3 separate regions of the Mus musculus genome follow, and regions 1 and 3 are each linked to region 2. Evidence: chromatin contacts called from public ChIA-PET and Hi-C data. All regions are on one chromosome and are shown on one strand. The core of a region is the stretch at or near the end of the contact, and the rest is flanking DNA. Distances in the headings are between cores, read along the strand shown. Region 1 has its middle 37 kb from the start of Gm36199. Region 2 overlaps Mdga1 (MAM domain containing glycosylphosphatidylinositol anchor 1). Region 3 overlaps Btbd9 (BTB (POZ) domain containing 9).

Region 1 (2,700 bases), core at 120-2,619, 460 kb before region 2:
CCTGCCCACAGGCTCAGACAGCCACGTGTGGACATGAGCACCTGCCATAGTCCTCCTGAGTATGGTGTCTCCCGGGTCCTTTCGGTTGTTCCTTGACACCAGCAGTGCTACTTTCTGGCCAGCAGGTGGTGCTGTGTGCCTCTGCTGCAGGCTGGTCCAGCCTTAAAGTCTCCCTTGCTGTCAGGAATAGAGAGGACTGAGCTGGCACAGAGCCCACAGGGTATCTGGGCTGCTTGGGGGCTCCTGGACGGAGGTGGGAGGATGGGGTAGGGCAGGCCATTCTGGTTTTCCTATCAAACAACCAGGGGTCTGGTGCCTCCCATCCCAAACGCCGATTAAGCCATGTTAGTCTAAAGCCAGACCTGAGGGGACCCAACAGGACCTCTTAAGTTTTGGGCAGCTCTGGGCACAGAGGTTAAGGAGCATGGCCTCAGAATCCTATTGCTGGCTCTGCTTGTTTGTGTGTATTTTTAATTACTGTCTGTGTATTGTTGTTGTTGTGATTGTTATTATTATTATTATTAATGAAAGAGGGTCATGATAATCCCTAAAGTGAGGTTGTGGTATTCAATTGTGGGGTAGGTACTCTTGAATGGTCCTGTATCCCTCAGAAGTTGGAGACAGACTTAAGAGTCATCAATCAGTTCCTAAACCTGCCAGCGCTATATGAGAACCAGAGTCAAAAAAGAGGCTCAGGGAGAGGCTGGTCTATACTTAAAAGCACTTCTACTCTGGTTTGGGTCCCAGTATCCACGTGGTGACTAACAATAGCTTGTAACTCCAATCCCAAGGGATCTGACACCTTCTGACCTCCATTAGCTCCGGCATGTGTGTCGTTCACATGCACACACACACACACACACACACACAATCACATAAATAATCTTAGCTTTTTTCTTTAAGTTAAAACGGGGGCGGGGCGGGGTGGGGGGAGGGATGCTGTCTGGCTTGTTAGATTTCATCTGAGCAGCCTCACCTCCCAAGCTGCAGGTTGGCTGCATCTGGGGTGGAGTGTGTGCGTTTGTGTTTCCATCCAGTTCCTGGGTGGCCCTGGTGCTGCTGTGATTCTGGCGGACCCGGGTGAGAACCACAGGAGGCTAACAGTCCCAGGAAAGCCAGGGTTTTGCACCAGGCAAACAGCAGTCGCCTCCAGCGAGGAGCGGATGGAGGCCAAGGAGACAGATGGGCACACCCCAGGGCAGCAAGGGTCCCTGGGGAGGAGACACCTCCCCCCTCCACCAGGAGCCTGGGCGGAAGGAAATGGAGGAGGGTCGATCACCCTTTCCCGCCACATCTGTCAGCATGGCCAGCCCCGCCCCCTACGGGCCCTGCAGGGAAGAGGTGGACCCAGGCGCGGGCCCAGGCAGATGGCCGGCCTCTTCGATCCACGTGGCTGCAGCGTTTCCCTGGAACGGGCGGGTGGATCAGTTCCCCCTATCAGCCTGGGCCTTTGCTTCTGGGAATTCACGTTTCCTTTCTCTTTCCTTTCCCTTTTCAATATTAGACTTTAAACAGATTATCATTAAAAACAGTGCAAGGCCGACGATACAGCGCGCCGCAGTGCAAGTCGGAAAAGTTAAAAAAAGAAGAAGAACAAGAAAAAGAAAAAAGGTGATATTAACACCCCAAACCAGTGTTTGGTGAATAATCACTTCAGGACCGGGCCAGTAGCTCCGTGGCAGGGAGCGTGCCTGGTATTCAAAAGGCTGAGGTTAAACCCCTGCAGTAAACAAAACTCGCTGGGGGTTCTTTGAGACACAGTCCCAGTAATTAGACTAGCTTGGGACTTCCGACCCTCTGGCCCACACCTTAAATGCTGGGATCCGTATTCACCACCAATACTGGGTTCACTTGGCAAGGGGTCTGCCATCTGGACTTCATGCATGCTAACCAGCAGCCATACCTGCAGTCCTTCATGCACATACCCGGGGGTGTTTGTTCGTTGGATCGAACTCGGGCTTGGTGGCAAAAAGCCTTACCTGCCTTACCCGCTGAGCCATCTTGCCAGCCCCTTTTTGCCCTTTTTTGGGGTACTTTTGAGACAAGGTCTCACTCCATAGCTCTGACTGCCCTGGAATTTGCTCTAAAGATCAAGAGACCCTCCAACCTGTCATCCTCCTGCTCCTGCCTCCGGAATTACAGCGATCCCACGTGTGCGATACCTGGCGATAACATTAATAAAGTTCATTTGCTTTTCCCTGCCTATGTGTCTGCCTGGCACGGGACATTAAATCCAATTGCTATTGCAGAGTGAGCATGGACCTTTGACATTACGATACATAGGAAAACTAAGGTGAAGGCCCACACAGTGACCCTAGCGAGATAGGAGAAAGCGTCAGCCAGCGGGATTTACACCCCTTCCTGCTTCAGACTTGCAGGCTCATTATTTATTTATTTAGCTTCTCTAAATAACCCCAGGGAAGGGCTGTAGGCCTTAAGTGCTGCCTTGCATTTCAGAAGGCTCGCCCCAGGGAACTTCCTAGAAAGGGACTCACTGGGTCAAAGGGCATGGGGGTGTGAATACTCGGTGTGTTTAAACAAACTGCTTTCTGAAGAGGTTGCACAGGTTGACGTGGGGGTGGGAGGGGCAGTGATGGCGGCTTGCAGGTGCCGAATGGTACCAAACCCTGCCTGTGAAATACAAGGAAGATACTTAAGGACCCACATACACACACACACACACACACACACACACACACA
Region 2 (2,880 bases), core at 15-2,514:
AGGAGCTCGGGTAACCCATTTCCTATCTCTCTCTCTCTCTCTCTCTCTCTCTCTCTCTCTCTCTCTCTCTCTCTCTCTCTCACACACACACACACACACACACACACACACACACACACACACACAGAGGGAGGACTGGCCATGGCTGTTCTAGCTCTTGGGCTCCCCCTAGGGACAGGCTAAGCCTAAACTTCCTAAACCCCATTTTTGCTTGGCTGCCTACCTCAATTTCTCTTGAGGCCACATACCTATCAGATGAGCAGATCACATGCCTATACTCACTTCTACCCTCTCAGCCTCTGCTTTTTCAATTTAATTTGCATATGTGTGTGTATGTGATGTGTCTGTGTTTGAGTACATATGTGAAGGTGTGTGCACGCATGCGTGTGGATCCAGAGTGTACAGGATGGTGGTACATAGGCCTCATCTTGGCCCCTACACCAGACCCCATGTTGAGAAGGAGTGATTTCACAAGGATTCCTGGGAACAGAAAGCATTAGCTGCTGCGGGGGCTCCTGGGAGGCTCTGTGGAAGAGCTGCATTTGCCTCAGACTTCAAAGCACAAAGAAGACCCATTCTAGTGGCCAGAGGTGAATCCCACATTGAGTGTCATCCAAGAAGAACGGTGGTGATGTCTGGGCCTTAGTTTACCTGTCTCTGAAATGGAGATGCAGCCAGCTCCTAGAACTTACATGGTGGGGAGTATGAACATGATGAATGAAAAACAGGATTGCCACAGGTTCAAAAGATGTGCCCGCCATCAACACAGATGGGACAGATCTAACCAGAGCACTATTCCCAGAGGCCATCAGTCAGCAGGTCAAGAACTTGAAAGAGGATCTCATTCAGCCCAGGCTGACGTCTCTGTAGCAAGGATCAACATTTAAAAGATAAGCTGTGTGTCTTTGGGCAATTGGAGTCACCTCTCTGAGCCTGTTTCCCCACCTAGAGGAGGAAAATGGATGGATGATCTCGGAGGTCTTTTCAACTTGCTATTGATTTTGTAATCAGCGTGTGCGCGGTGCCTGTGTAAAACACACACTGTCCTCCAGGGAACGGGCCTGTCGCTGTCACCATGCCATAAAAATGTGCAACCGTCAACTGTACACATAAGAGATAGATATCTTTGGCCCAGGTCCCCAGGAAACCTCATCAAGCAACAAGCTACCAAGAGATGTCATGCATGCTGGTTGCTGATAAGACCAGGAGGCTGCATGGATGTCTGCAGGAAGCCCGGGGTGCCTCTTGACAAGGAAGACATCGGTTGAACAGGCTTCAATGGAAGATAAGCTATAATCTTGGACGCTGTGGCTTGCCCACAGCAAAGCGGTGTTGTAATGACAGGGGTTTTGGTGGCTGATAAGGAACGACGGAAAAGAGTTACAAAGCTGCACACGCTCAGGGCACAGCCAGCCTGGGCCAGGTGTGGGGCCCCGGCCAGCAGTCACAAGCAGAGCCTGTAGCTTCCTCACTGAAGGCGGGCAGGGAGCAGCCATCACCGATGACATCATTAGGATGGCCCATCTCCCTTGGCCAACATTAGCTACTAAGAAGATCTGAGTCTCATATGGTAGAGTACACTGCAAGAGATCTGAGCCACACTTATGAATGCTAAACAGCTGTGTGGCCCACGGTCCCATAGTTCTCTTGGGGATGGATGTAACAAGAATGAGCTCTCAAGGCAATCACACAGCAGGTCCAAGCATCTCCCAAGGGGCTGGAGATATTTCGTGGTTAAAAGCATGCACTACTTTTTCAGAGGGCCTGAGTCCAGTTCCCAGAATCCACATGCATATACTTGCCCCACCACCACCACACATACCCATAATTACAAATAAACCATTTCTTTAAAACAAAATCATCTAAGTGACTTTTCTTCTTATAACAACAACAACAACAACAACAAAAACCCCTCATAATCAAGTCGTGAGGCTGTCAAGAGTGGTAAAGGGGGACCCAGTGTGATGGTGTGTGCTTGTATAGAGCAATGGGGAGGCAGAGGCAGGCAGAGCCTTGTGAGTTCGAGGCCAGCCTGCTCTACATAGTAAGTTCTATGTCAGTCAAGGGCTATACAAAGAGACCCTGTCTGAAAACAAAAACAAAAACAACCAAAAAAGGGGGGACTGGAGAGATGGCTCAGAGGTTAAGAGCACCGACTGCTCTTCCGAGGTCCTGAGTTCAAATCCCAGCAACCACATGGTGGCTCACAACCATTTGTAATGGGATCCCATGCCCTCTTCTGATGTGTCTGAAGACAGCAACAGTGTACTCACATACATAAAATAAATAAATCTTTAAAAAAAATAAACAAACAAACAGAACAGCAGGCAGTGTCTATCAGCTATATACTGCAGGCTGTTGGACATAGAACTTGTGGCAATTCTCCTGTCTTTGCTCCCCTCTCCCAGTAAGGGCACCTTGGGATGATGCTCTCCCACTATTGTGTCCAAATTGTCCACTATTGTCCACTATTGTTCTAAGGATTCAACTGGAGCACTCAGCCATGCATGGCTTGGGTTTTACCCCATCCCCACCCCTAAGCCATCTCCTCAGCTCACGCTGGTATTTTTACACAACGCATCCTCAGCAAATGTGAAAGAAAGGAACAATGGCCAGGCCATCCCTGCCAATCCTCCCAGGCATGACTTGACAGAACCCAGGCACAGACGTGTCTATAACGCATGGTTTCATTTGTTCAAAATTCAGAACTGCGAAAGCTAACCTTGTAGCGACAGAGGTTTGGCGGTGACTGCCTTGGGTAGACAAGGTATTATTCACTGGGAAGGGAATACCAGAATGTCCCGGGGAAGGTGGGATACAAGCTAGCTGGGTCTGAATACCGGTTCCGTGGTGGCAAGGTATCTGTTTGGACGTTCACCC
Region 3 (3,074 bases), core at 255-2,754, 490 kb after region 2:
GTAAATGTTATTCACATCTAATTCCTGCACAGGGTCTTCCTAGTTAGCAATGAGATTAGGTTGTTTTGTTTTTCTTTGTTTGGAACAGGGTCTCACATATCTCAGGCTGGCCTCAACTGTGAAGGAATCTGTGTGCCTGATCTCACCAAAAGCTAGGGTGACAGGCATGTGCCACCAAAGGACCATGGCTCAAGGGATTTTTGCTTTGCTTAATTTTCTAGGAACTCCACATAAACCCTTTCTTCCAGTAGCTCTCGCTCAGCTGATGTGCTGCTCTCAACATCCTGAGGCATCAAGGAGATGTAGTAATTGCTTTCTTTTCAAGCTATCTTCCTAGGTCTCCTGGCCAGGCACAGCCAAGCCTGGCCCCCTCTAGCTCCCACCCCACCCCACAGCCGTTTTTATGTCTCTCCTCCTCTCTGCAGTTTTGTTCTGTGACTTTGGTGGAGCACACGCTTACCAAAAGCTTCCTGAGAAATGGTTTCTGGAAGATGAATAGTTACAGACTTTGAGCCACCTTCTAGTACGCCTTCCTGTTTGGCTGCCATTGTATGTGGTATGGGCCTTTAAACTACCAACTGTTTTCCTCGGGAGCTCTGAGAAGAGTATCATTTTGTCAGTCAACTGCTTTGGTACTGAAAGACCATTGTACTATCTGACCACAGCCTGCTCTAGAAGCGCATGGATTACGTCTAGATGCCCCATTCTCAGAAATTACATGAAGATGAGCCTGGGGTGGGTTTTGCCATCTAGAAACCCACACATTGCACAAAATTTCAATTGTTAGTCTTGACTTCTTCCCCAGGGCCTTTTCTCAATGACACTTGACGTTTGGATTACCAGAACCTTATGAGACCCTGTGAACCCTGACCTGCACTTTTATGCCTTCCCTTCAGCATAAGTCTTTTCATTGGTTTCATCTCCTTTCTTGGAGAGTTCAACCTCAGTGTCTAGGCTGCTTACTGATATTCTGATTCCGCTTTAATACAGCAACTCTCTAACAATACTTCCTATTCTCTAACTCTTCCTTCTCATGGCATTCTTGGTATAAAACTGCTGTTGTTTGTTAATCTCTCTAAAGATGGCAATGGCTTTTTGAAGTTTTCATTTCCCTATATACAAGCAAACAAACAACAGAAACAGGCAACTGTGGGCAAAAGCCCCCTTTTAGGTCCTTCAGCTTACCTTCTCATGGGCTGGCCAGATTAACTAGGGAGAGATCTCTAACTCGCTGCAAGGAAGAAGGATAAGGACCGAGATGCTAGTGTTCTGGAAGCAAGTCATAAAGCTGGACCCAAAACTGCCCATCTCTGTGCATATGGGTGTGTGTGTGTGTGCGCGCGAGTGTGTTAGGGTATTAACAATGCAGGGTTCTGTCTCTACAAGTGATGAGTTCACCCCTGAAGTATGGCCCTTCTTAACTGTGCACCCCTGGCTTAGCATGCTCTTATTTTGCCCTCATCAGTTAAGTTCCCAGTTTTGCACTCTGGCTGGGGAGAACGGTCAGGTTGTATGCAGTGGGGAAGTGGGCACTGGTCCTCCTCCCTTCAGCCCTTTCCTGCCCGGTGCACTGTTGGTGCTGTGCAGGTGCCTCGTGCCTTTCTGAGGGTGCACTTGTTCATGGGCTTCACAGTTTGCTCTTTTCCATATGATCAGGGTTTATGTCTACACAGCCTTGCTTGTGTTTTGCTAGGGTTCTGTTCTGAAGGGTGTGAGAACTGAGGTATGTTCACGGTGTGACCACCACTAAAGCCTTCACTACCTGTCATAAGGGAATGCCCATCTCTTTGGATATTCAGAGTTCCAGCAAGGACCTGTAGGGCCTTTTGCAGTCTGAGACCTGTAGCCTTCAAGTTTCTGTGGCCACTTGAAAACTGGTAGGCAGGACCATTTCCATCTCCACTTCAGCCTTCGGGCTACAATTCTATTCCTTATCCATTCCCTTCCAACTGCCTCTCCAGCCTCTTAGCCCCAGTCCTCCTACCAGGTCCTCAAATATTTGTCTTAGCCAACAGAGCCATTTCATCTTCTAGGCTGTTATTTTCACTAATTAAATGTCCGAACAAGGAGACATCCAGACAGTCCTATAAATTATCACCATTCTGCGGGAAGATTCAAACGACTGACTAGTTTTGTTAGCCGCAGTCTTTCTCCCCTGGGTAGAAAGGGGGATGTGTTAATTCCCACTGGGTAAAGATAAAGTAATTCAGCTCATCGGCACACTGCCACAGCTGCACAGATGGCCCCGGCCGCTCTGTTTATCTTGATAACTGTGGAAAACACCATCTCCTCCCCTTGCCTCTCTCCAGCACAATCACCAGCTCCACATGTACACCGGCTGATTGCAACCCTCTGGAGCAGAGACCTGTCTGGTGTTCTTCCTGCATATCTGCCATGCACCCTTCCTTTGTTGCTGCCGCCTCAGATAACAGCTGCTGCAGGGTACCTGATAGACTCAGCTGTGGGTCCTCTGGATGCTCCCAAATACCCCAGCTCAGCCAGCTGCATCAAAGCAGAGCCGTGGGAAGTAAGCACGAAAGGAGGCGGAAGCGCACAGTCACACCCTCTTTAATCATTATACCTACTGCAGCAGCTGTAGCAGCAGGAGGCAGAGGCCCGGGGCAGGGATGCAAAGATCTAATAGCTCCTGGCCTGCCAAGGATACCTTCTGGGATGCCAAGTGGGATGCCGAGTGGGATACTGGGAGAGCAAAACCCAGGGAGAGTACATCAGGACCCACTGCCTTAACTACTTGATCAGGAAGCCCAAGGAAAGCATTAGACGGGCTGTTCTCCTGGGCTGGAGTGAGTCACACAGGAGTAAGGCCAGACACAATGTTTTCAATCTCTGTTGCCTCTGTCCATCTCAGTACAGTCCAGTTAAACATAACGGCCACCATCCTTGTATGTCAGGACAAGTCTCACATCTCAGGACACTGCTCAGTCTCAGGAAACCGAGTTCATCCAGGCCACCAGCAGCCACTTCCACTCTGGAGGCACTGAAGCCGAGTTGATTCACATACATCTCACTCAGCACCTCCATCTTTCGGGCCCACTCACTCCCACCCCACAGCC

What was found. ChIA-PET counts read pairs in DNA pulled down with a chosen protein or histone mark. Hi-C and Micro-C count contacts between places; a contact is called where the count stands out from the background.
Region 1: a Hi-C map of the G1E-ER4 cell line shows a contact between it and region 2, with 6 times the contacts expected there. The contact joins two enhancer-like sites. A contact is called at or near these places in 2 of 484 Hi-C or Micro-C datasets (the G1E-ER4 cell line and embryonic stem cells) and 3 of 115 datasets of contacts at active chromatin or transcription factors (acute myeloid leukemia, astrocytes and embryonic stem cells).
Region 3: an SMC1A ChIA-PET map of the G1E-ER4 cell line shows a contact between it and region 2, with 25 read pairs. The contact joins two enhancer-like sites. A contact is called at or near these places in 1 of 15 datasets of contacts at CTCF or cohesin (the G1E-ER4 cell line), 1 of 484 Hi-C or Micro-C datasets (the G1E-ER4 cell line) and 1 of 115 datasets of contacts at active chromatin or transcription factors (bone marrow-derived macrophages).

What each region holds. Positions count from the first base shown.
Region 1 is chr17:29,396,957-29,399,656 of GRCm38.p6, forward strand. No RefSeq gene overlaps it. Among named protein-coding and RNA genes, the nearest start is that of Gm36199, 37 kb to the right of the region's middle. Within about 2 kb of position 1,370, at least 179 of the 459 cell types and tissues checked have an H3K27ac peak or open chromatin away from gene starts, as enhancers often do. A contact at or near this core is called in the G1E-ER4 cell line, where this site is marked.
Region 2 is chr17:29,858,762-29,861,641 of GRCm38.p6, forward strand. All of the region lies in intron 1 of Mdga1 (MAM domain containing glycosylphosphatidylinositol anchor 1), which reads right to left. Among named protein-coding and RNA genes, the nearest start is that of Mdga1, 28 kb to the right of the region's middle. Within about 2 kb of position 1,265, at least 38 of the 459 cell types and tissues checked have an H3K27ac peak or open chromatin away from gene starts, as enhancers often do. A contact at or near this core is called in the G1E-ER4 cell line, where this site is marked.
Region 3 is chr17:30,344,952-30,348,025 of GRCm38.p6, forward strand. All of the region lies in intron 6 of Btbd9 (BTB (POZ) domain containing 9), which reads right to left. Among named protein-coding and RNA genes, the nearest start is that of Btbd9, 230 kb to the right of the region's middle. Within about 2 kb of position 1,505, at least 67 of the 459 cell types and tissues checked have an H3K27ac peak or open chromatin away from gene starts, as enhancers often do. A contact at or near this core is called in the G1E-ER4 cell line, where this site is marked.